Regions from separate parts of the Mus musculus genome. Here region 2 is linked to region 1. Evidence: chromatin contacts called from public Hi-C data. All regions are on one chromosome and are shown on one strand. The core of a region is the stretch at or near the end of the contact, and the rest is flanking DNA. Distances in the headings are between cores, read along the strand shown. Region 1 overlaps Tmem132c (transmembrane protein 132C). Region 2 overlaps Tmem132c (transmembrane protein 132C).

Region 1 (4,995 bases), core at 2,437-4,936:
CCCTGGAACTAGAGTTACAGGCAGTTGATAACCACCAAATGGTCTCTGAGAATCGAACCCAGGTCCTCAGAGGAGCCAGGACTTTTAACCGCTGAGTCATCCCCTAACCAGCTTCTTTTCTCTGGTTTTCCAAACTGCCTCTCCTGTACCTCACCTCAACAAAAGTTGACTAATGTGAAATGTCACAACTCCCTTCAGAGTTTAAGCCCAGAAGTCAGCTCAGAAGCCCTGAAGTAGCTACTTTCTAGGACACCCACAGTCAACCCAGCCCCTCTCCTGGGACCACACCTGTCCCTGTGTCCTCATGATTCAAGGTAAAGGACAGTGCCTGGGCAGGACCCCGGGCCATGTGCCATCACTGGGATCAGCAGATATTTGCTTTCTCAGAGTCCCAGCCTGGCAGGTGTTAGCTAGTCTGGGAGTCTGGGCATCTCCCTAGGGTGGCCTCCTGCTTTCATTGTGCTTCCTGTAGCAGAGGTTCTTAAACACACACTTTTCTTCTAATTCCAATTAGAAAAATCATTTTGAGTTCTTTCTCTAGGAGTGTCTGTCTGTGTGTGTGTGTGTGTGTGTGTGTGTGTGTGTGTGTGTGTGTGTGTGTGTGCGAGCATGCACACGTTCCACTATATAAATCTCTTCTCACTACCTTTTTTAAGTCAGGCTGGATGGTGATAGCCTCTGTTACCTCTCGGGGTTATGCTGTGGTTACAAGAGTGTGTGCACCTATGAGGGGCTTTTTTTTTTTTTTTAAAGATACATGTAAGGATCTGAACTCAGATCTCTTGAGACTTAAGACAGCAAACACATTGCCAGCTGAGCCATCTTCTCAAGTCCTGCAAAAAGCCTTTGAATGAATGAATATGTGTGTGTGTGTGTGTGTGTAGGTATAATACATGTGTGTGTATATATATATATGCACACACACAGATATTATATATGTATAAATATATAATATACATATTCAAATATTATGTATTATATGTATATATACATATAATTTTCCTTGTTCTTTGAGAATTTCATACAGTGTATTTTTATCATGTTTACCAGCTCATCCCCCACCTCCTCCCATATTCACCCCCACCTCCCTCTTATGTCATCATCACGTCTTTTCCTCTTCTCCTCTTCTCCTCCTCCTCTTGAAGCTCAGTTTTCTTTAAGGTTGTGGCTCTAGGCAGGTCAACCATGCTCCAGTGGATGGCCCCACACCCAGGAGCTTATGAGCAGCACAAAATGTATTCTCTCTAGAGATGTTTTCAACACCCCTTCCTACTGCTTACTTGTGCTTTTTTGATCGGGAGACAGTTCTATCCTTCTACCATGTTGGTTCCAGGGATTGAACTCAGGGCATCAGACTTGGCAGCAAATGCCTTTATCCCTGGAACCATGTTGCCAGCCTAAGCTTTTACCTTTAGTTCGAAATAGTTGTGGGTTTTCCTTTCCTTCATACACCTTTAAATTGGGTCATTTAGATGTACCATGGATTACAAAAGCCATAGGGTTACATGATTCTGAATAACAGTGCACATGACATCCTAAAACCTCCCCATGGGAGTTTCCCACCCCACCCTCAGGGACGTGTTCAAGTTGCAGTGCTGGCACTTGGTGACCACGCCCTTAGTAGAGGGATGGTTTATGACTTTTAAGGTAGCATCTGAATTTTCAAAGTTTACATAGAAATTTTGCTATGCTTCTGTTATCCAGTAAAACATGTTCTATCTATCTTGACGATTTATTCTCTATACAGAATATATTCATAAACATAAATTTGGATAATGTACTGATTGGGTTTATTATCGATTTGACACAATCTTGGATCACATGGAAAGAAAGTCCCCATGAGAGATTGCCTAGATTAGGTTGGCCTGTGTATATATCTTTGGAAGATTGTCCTGATTATAATAACTGATGTAGGAAGACCCAGCCTACTGTGGGCAACACCATTCCCTAGACAGTGGCTCCTGGACCACTAAAGAGTAGACAAAGCCATCTAAGCACTAGTGTGCATATATTAGTCACTCACCATTCTTGATGATGGCTGTCATATGATCAACTGCTTCATTTTCCTGCCACACTAGCTTCCCAAAATAATGAACTATGACCTGGAATTGTGAGCTAAGTCAGTCCTTTGTCCCTTATGTTGTTTTTGTTTGGGTATTTTATCACAGCAACAGGAAACAAAATTAAGAAATGAATGAATGATGCCTTTTCAAATGTCTTGCCTGTTGACATTTTATGCTTTGAAAAGAACAGCATTTTAAGAAAAAAATTAAGCAGGGGTTTAGAGAGATGCATCAGTTGGTAAAGTGTTTGCTGCACAAGCATCATCCTGAATTCAAATCCCTAGTATTCACACCAAAAGTCAGGGAGAACAGGGTGGGATAGAACCCCAGGGCTGGGGAGGAGAGACAACAGATCCTTAGGATACTCTCAGCAGCCATCTTAGCTCACCAGTCAACTCTAGTAAGAGACCCTGCCTCAAAAAAACGTAAGGTGGAACAAGAGAGGGAGACACTAGACTTCAGCAACCTTTCACCTCCACATGCACCTGCATGCATTCCCCCCAAACACACATGCAACCAAGTACACTCATATGAGCATGCATATAGATATAGATACATATGGAAATATATATATGGAAATATGTCGAAATATATATATGAAGGGAGGGAGGGAGGAAACAAACAAACAAACAAACAAACAAACAAACAAAGACTGTCCATCTCAAACGTGTCCTAAATGTCCATCATTTTATTGAATGGGGCCAAGAAAACCCCCACAATGGCTGTTTATGGGACAGAGCCTCTCACTGGCCTGGGACTCATTGAGAAAGCTAAGCTGTCTAGATAACCAGCCCCAGGAATCCTCCTGCATCCACCTCCCCAGGGCTGAGATTACAAGTATGAACCACTACACCAGCTTCTGTGAATTTAATTTTTTGTCAAGTATAGGCTCTGGTGATCAGACTCGGGTCCTCATGATTGCAAGAGAGTTGTTACTGACTGAGAGTTCTTGCCTAGCTCTCGAAAGTTTTCCTAAAGGAGAGATGCCAGAAGTGTCCCCTACTCCCTCCACACACACACACACACACACACACACACACACACACACACACACACACCTTTTGTATTCTTCTATCACTCTAGAACTTGCCCTCTGTGGGATTGTTTTATTTTGAGATAGGGAGCATAGATATTCTCAGAGATCTAATGCATAATTATCCATAATGTTTTGCCCAACTCATTAAATTAGATCAATGTGGGGAAACATGTAAGCTTGCCTCTGTAGTATCGGGGTTTAACCGTTCAGAGTAATTTTCCATTATAATTTTGTGTTCTAAATAAATAGAACCAGCTTCACTCTAGAAACGCTTGTCTGAGTGCTGTACAATGCATGTTTAAGTGGCTCTGGTGAAATTACTAATCATACCCCTGCAGTGGATAAAATAGAATTGTTTGTGAGTTTTGCTCATTCGATGGGAGGACGCTAAATTTATAAAAGTAGACTCATGCCCTTGATAGTGAATTTAAATAGGTGCATATGTAAACAGATACTTACTCATTTAGAGACACCGTCATCAGGGAGCTTTGTGTGAGAATGTTTTCTATGCTCCGGCTCCTGCTCTGTGGTAGGGGAACTAAGCAGACATCCCAGGTCCATTTCCTAACCCAGTGTCTCTAGTTGAGTAATCACACAAGGCAGACATCCCAGCTGGGACTCTATATTTAAACCCGAGTTACTGTTTCCAACCAGACCATTCTTTAAGATAGGTTAATAAGTCAACCCTGTTATTTGGCTTTACAAGTTAAATGACAAATCTGTATCCTCTTTCTTTCTTTCTTTCTTTCTTTCTTTCTTTCTTTCTTTCTTTCTTTCTTTCTTTCTTTCTTTCTTTCTTTCTTTCTTTCTCAAATGCATAGCTATTTACCCAAATGGTCTTTCAGTATTGTTTCTATGCTCAGGAATAAAGCAAGCCAACTGAGATTTAAAAACCATCCTGGCCAGCCATCTGTTTGACCCTATGCCGCCTTGGTAGTATTTCCGCTCCCTCACAGCAGGGCACACATGGGAAGTGCCAATCATTAGGCAAAAGGCCCAAGGATCCAGCTTGGTTGTGAAATGCGAGAAGATAGGAACCCACATCTGTCCCCTGCAGAAGGCAGGGCTGGGGATTGACTTGTGTGCTCACCTCTTCTCACTGTGTTCCACGGGTGCTCTAGCTGTGGCTGTGCATGGAAGGAGTTCATTCCGTCTCCACTCTGACCTCTTTCCAGGCTGGCATGACAAGCTTCGGACTTAGAGCCCTGGAAATCAGAAACCACCCAACCTTGAAGAGAAAAGGATGAGTTAGATTTAAAAGAAGAGAAAGACAAGTTGACAAATAGAGATGGGGAATTCTCATTCTCTCTCTTTCTTCTTCTTCTTCTTCTTCTTCTTCTTCTTCTTCTTCTTCTTCTTCTTCTTCTTCTTCTTCTTCTTCTTCTTCCCTCCCTCCCTCCCTCCCTCCCTCCCTCCCTCCCTTCCTTCCTTCCTTCCTTCCTTCTCTCCTCCTTGCATGTTCTTTCACTCATATAAAACTTTCTGCAACATGTTGTAACTGATTACAGCATCTATCTGGCTTGTTATATTCAACAAAAGATGAAGCTCAATCAGAAGTTGAACTTTGACCCCTTCGTTGGAGCTTCAGATAGTATTATTCTGTTGTTCAGAGACTACTTTGGGACTTAGCTGGGCTGAATTGTTTAGGCAAAGCTAACTCACCAGGGAAGCTTCTAGAGAGAGCATGAATATTGGGGTGGGGAGGGGAGGGGAGGGGAGGGTGGGGTGGGGAGGGCAGAGGAAGGACTTTGGGCATCCTTCCCTTCTCTTCAGCTCCTTATGGGAGAGACCAAAGAAACTCAGGAATTGCATCCCAAGGTTTATGGCACCCATATTAGCTTCCAAATTGACTGTGTACAGCTCTGAAGTGGAAATAAAGCAACCCCTCCAAGGTGT
Region 2 (4,727 bases), core at 1,804-4,303, 240 kb after region 1:
GAGCAATTCCCTCTAATGACAGCCTTGGTTTGTCCCAGGATTTCTGTTGACACAGGCTATGAGCCCTTAGAAGAGCAAAGATCTTTAGTAATAGTCCTAAGTTTCTGGACTTGCAGGTTTGTGGTGCCATCGGGGATTGGGGGGGGGGGGTGCGAAGGTGCATTTGGCTCATGATTTCAAGAAACATAGTCCATTATGGTGAGAGCAGAGGTGGCCAACACTTTCAAGGCTGGCCCTCAATGTCCTATTTCCTATAGCCAGGCTTCACCTCCTAGAGGCTCCACAACAGTGCCACCATTGGACACATGAGCCCGTGGGGGACTCATTAAAACAATGACCCCGTGTGTGCTTCTTGTGTCCTCATTGTCCTCAAAAGCCAAGCGGTGGCCCGTGCCTGTGATCCCCGCACTTAAGAGAATATGTCAGGAGAGTTAGCACAAATGGGAGGCCAGAATGGATGACATCGTGAGTTCAAGTCTTGTCTGGGCTGCAGACTGAAACCCTGTCTCCAAACCTAAATGAAGTGAAAACAAAGCAACAAACAAAGGACTGTCTAGTTCCAGGAGGAGGGAAGGCCAGAGGGCAAAGCAGCTCTCCAAATCCGGAGGCACTGCACTGCGGACCAGCAGGTGACCAGTGGTAGTGCTCAACCATGACCCTTGCTGGACTTGGGGGTCCTCACTTTAAAGTGTAAGAAGCTGGTCTATTGAGGATAGACCAACTCTAGGATACTACTATGTGGGCTCAAATTATGATGGCTAAGCTATAATTTAGCAGTGCAGCCTCCTTCCTGCCACTGGTCTGTTCTGTAGGAAGCCTCCATTTTTTTTCTAATTATCATTTAGGGAAACACACGTGCCATGGTGTGTGTGTGTGTGTGTGTGTGTGTGTGTGTGTGTGTGTGTGTGTGTGGGTGTGTAGGCCAGTGAACAACTTAACAAAGTCACTTCTCCTCTCTACCTTTATGTGTGGGTTCTGGGGATGGAACTCCATTAGCCAAGCTTCTGAGGCAAGTGCCTTTCCCTACTGAGCCATCTTATCTGCCCTTGTTGTTTCCTCTGCATCTTGAGGATGTTCTCCTCCCTCCTGGGGCTGCTGTGAGTTCTGACAAAGCTTCAGAAACAAAGCTCTACCGGGTGTCATCTTCCCCTAGAAGTAACCTGGCAGTATCTTGAGACAGTTTAGGTTGTGATGCGTGGCAGTTGGACCGCTAACATCTAGGGATGCAGAGAATGTTACTAAACATCATACAAGAAGCATCCGACAGCTCTAGTGAGCTGTGCTGAGGTTACAATGTCTGTCCAGGGCTGGAGAGATGGCTCAGTGGTTAAGAGCACTGGCTGCTCTTCCAGAGGCCCTGAGTTCAATTCCTAGCAACCACATGGTGGCTCAAAACCATCTGGAATGAGATCTGATGCCCTCTTCTGCTGTGTCTGAAGACAGATACAGTGTACTTAAATATAATAAATAAATAAATCTTTAAAAAAAAATGTCTACCCAGTGCCAGGTAGACAAAAGGTCTCTGTGGGGGTATTGCTCATGTCCTGTAAGTGTCCAATGTGGTGACTTTGTGTAGAGGCTGAAGTTAGACAGAGGGACCCTACCACACTTTTGCCCTGCCACTTGCCTTCTGAGTGACTGCAGGAATTCCAGCCACTCTGAGTCGCAGTATCCTCATCTACAGAGCTATCAAGACCTTGTGACATAGACAAGCCTCCAAGGCTAAAAAACACAGGCGTGTGGGCAGTAGCGATAGCTAGGTTGATAAACTGCTTACCTTGAAAGCATAGGTACCTAATTTAAACTCCATTTCTCAGCGTCGGTACAGTGGTACAGATAGCATTTAGGGCATTTGGCATGAGGGGCTGTCAGTGAACCTTACAGTCTTGACATACAACCCCAGCCTCTTTCCCCACTAGCTGCAATGTTCCCCTTAATCATGACTGCCATGATTTCCAGAGATATCGGAAATGCCTCTGGGGACAAAACTGTCCCTGGTCAGGATCTTCTGCATTAAAAATCTGGCTGCTGTGATGAAGGAATGTACAGACAGCTACAGAAGAGTCTTCTGCAGCAAGAAGAGGGGATGCAAAGGCCCTGTGGTAGACATATATGACATGTGCTGAGCACTAGGACAGAGAAAACACAAGAGAACTTAGCTGCAGTGGGAATGGTAACACAGCTGTGTCAGTGAGGCTGCCCACCAGTTAAGGGCATTTACAGAGTTTAGAAAGAGTCTAGGACTCAAAAAATTGTTATTGTTTTTGTTAGGGTTTCTATTGCTGGGACAAGATACCATGACCAAGGCAAGTCTTATAAAGGACAGTATTTAATTGGGGCTGGCTTACAGGTTCTAAGGATAAGTATATTATCATCAAGGTGGGAGTATGGCAGCGTCTAGGCAGTCATGGTGCAGGAAGAGATGAGAGCTCTACACTTCATCTGAAGGCTGCTACAGAAAGACTAACTAACTTCCAGGCAGTTAGGAGCAGGGTCTCAAAGCCCATGCCCACAGTGACACACCTACTCCAGCAAGGCCATACCTCCTAATAGTGCCACTCTCTGGGCCATGCGTACTCAAACCATGACAATGATTGTCCCAGGGTACAAATTGATCTAGGTCATATTTAAGCCATCTTGGTTTCTTCCTTAACTAATGGCATGTGCAACCCTATGTCCAACAGCCACAACCTTTTTCAGAATGGATGAGAATTCGGAGCATGCTCTAAAACCCACTAACCTCCCAGGACACTCTAGTTCTGGCAGACATCAGCACATCCCAATGATCTCCCTCAACCTCTTCCATATCTTCACAGAATTCCTCCCTTCAGCTCATACTATATTTTCCTGACCATCTGTCCCCTGCCTGAGCTCAGAAAGACACAACCTGTCCAAGCAGACTGGTCTGGGGTGGACCAAATGGACAAGAGCAAGAACAGCCTTTAGGAAGGATTCTGGCATGTAGCCAACCTGGCTGAAGCCCATGTCACACTTGCCAAGCTGCAGTTCCTCTTAGTGCCTGCCTTTCCCTGCCATCTCAGCAATAGGAATGACATGGAGAGACAGTTGGGTCAAGGCTACAGTCTCGCGTTAGAGTCTGTTAACGTGCAGGGTTGGAGCAGCCTGGGTGAGCTCTGAACTTATAGCTATAAATGGAACTCATTCTGTCTGCTGTAGGCAAGCAGCCTTCCGCAGCAGGCCTCGGGATTCTCATCTGCAAAATAGGATGCTATCAGTGTGCCAAGCCCCCACAGGGTTTCTGTAGCAGTGGTAGGCAGGCATACTGAAAGTGGGAAATGAGATCTGAGAGCCAATGATCTCCTACATGGACAGAGCTGGCTCATGAGTTCAGGTGTATCCAGAAGCAATTTTGATTTCCCTATGCCTAGACTCCACTTATACATAGCGGCAGCCACCAAAATAGAAAAAGAATTAGGCCAGGAGTCTGATTATTGAATTTTCCGAATTTGAAATGTACATTATGTAATCTTGTTTTGACAAGGAGGCTGAACGGGGCTAAGGTTCGCAAGCTTGCCTCCAGCAGAGACATGGAAGAAAACAGTTGGATATCTGAAGGTAGGCTGTTATTGGAGATGACTTTTAAAGCACCGTAATTAGTATTCAGAACAATGACAGACATAATTGAGATAGAAGACATGGCTGTCTCATGTGATGGAGTGATTCTCAGAGTTTGAAACTAGCATCAAACAAGATTCCATGAGACATGTGAGCATGATCCACAGTCCCCCCAAAAGTCAGAAGCTGCTGTGGATTCCACAGGCTGGGTGTCCATAAATCTTTAAAGTCCCCAGTGGCTATAGGATGGTTCCCTAGACATCAGCAGTTGGCAATCGACACCTATGCTTTCTCCATGGAGACTGACTCCTAGGTCATCAGAAAGTACCAACCCCCCGAGGGACATCAAAATAAGACAACTGGCTCTATGTAATCCCCATTCAAAACCTCCACTAACTCGCCTTACCCTCCAGGTCCTCATGGACAGTGACCTAATGCTGATCCAATTTTCCACCAAGCATTCGGCTCACGTGCACAGCCCACCGACAGAGATGAAAAGATTCCGAGAAACACAGCCAATGGGCTGGAAAGATTCCTGCAGGAATCAGTTCCTTTTTGTAAGAGAACCTGTTCATTTTGTGTGGTACCCTCATTCCCACTGCCAGCCACTTAGGACATGATTAATTTGTCCGGAGTCGTCCCCGGACATTGGTGACACCGTCAGGAACAGCGGGGACGATGACTCTATCGTGCGTAGCACCTTTGTGTCTTCCGTGTTCCTCCTAATCATTTATATATTCTGGAGAGGCAAGATTCCACCCACCCGAGCGCAGAGAGGTAATAAATGAGGAAAGTCAATGGTCTGTAAATTACAACATTGATTAAAGATGTGATTAGTGATAGACTCTATGCTTGGCTATTATGCTAATATGTTCCCCAATCCTGGACAGCGTTTACATGCTAATGATAAGTCTGGGACAGTGGCTAAAATTGCTTCCCATCCTCTCTCAGTGTGGAAACTGTTTTAAACCACTCTTGACCAGTGAGTGAAAAGACCCCTTCCTGGGGCCCCTCCCAACTGTTCCATACCACTGTCCACAGCAGATGGAGAGAATTCTCTCTGCCCAGCCCTCACCATCTGCCCTGCAAATAGAAAAGATGAAAGTGGGGCCCAGAGTAGCCATACCTGCAGAAAGAGCGACTGGTCACAG

Evidence for each region. Hi-C and Micro-C count contacts between places; a contact is called where the count stands out from the background.
Region 2: a contact with region 1 is called in a Hi-C map of cerebellar granule neurons, with 1.6 times the contacts expected there. The contact joins two enhancer-like sites. A contact is called at or near these places in 2 of 484 Hi-C or Micro-C datasets (brain and cerebellar granule neurons) and 1 of 9 other capture datasets (pancreatic islet).

The regions. Positions count from the first base shown.
Region 1 is chr5:127,301,860-127,306,854 of GRCm38.p6, forward strand. The region is part of intron 1 of Tmem132c (transmembrane protein 132C); the gene reads left to right. Among named protein-coding and RNA genes, the nearest start is that of Tmem132cos, 23 kb to the left of the region's middle. Within about 2 kb of position 3,687, at least 12 of the 459 cell types and tissues checked have an H3K27ac peak or open chromatin away from gene starts, as enhancers often do. A contact at or near this core is called in cerebellar granule neurons, where this site is marked.
Region 2 is chr5:127,543,703-127,548,429 of GRCm38.p6, forward strand. The region is part of intron 5 of Tmem132c (transmembrane protein 132C); the gene reads left to right. Among named protein-coding and RNA genes, the nearest start is that of Slc15a4, 71 kb to the right of the region's middle. Within about 2 kb of position 3,054, at least 7 of the 459 cell types and tissues checked have an H3K27ac peak or open chromatin away from gene starts, as enhancers often do. A contact at or near this core is called in cerebellar granule neurons, where this site is marked.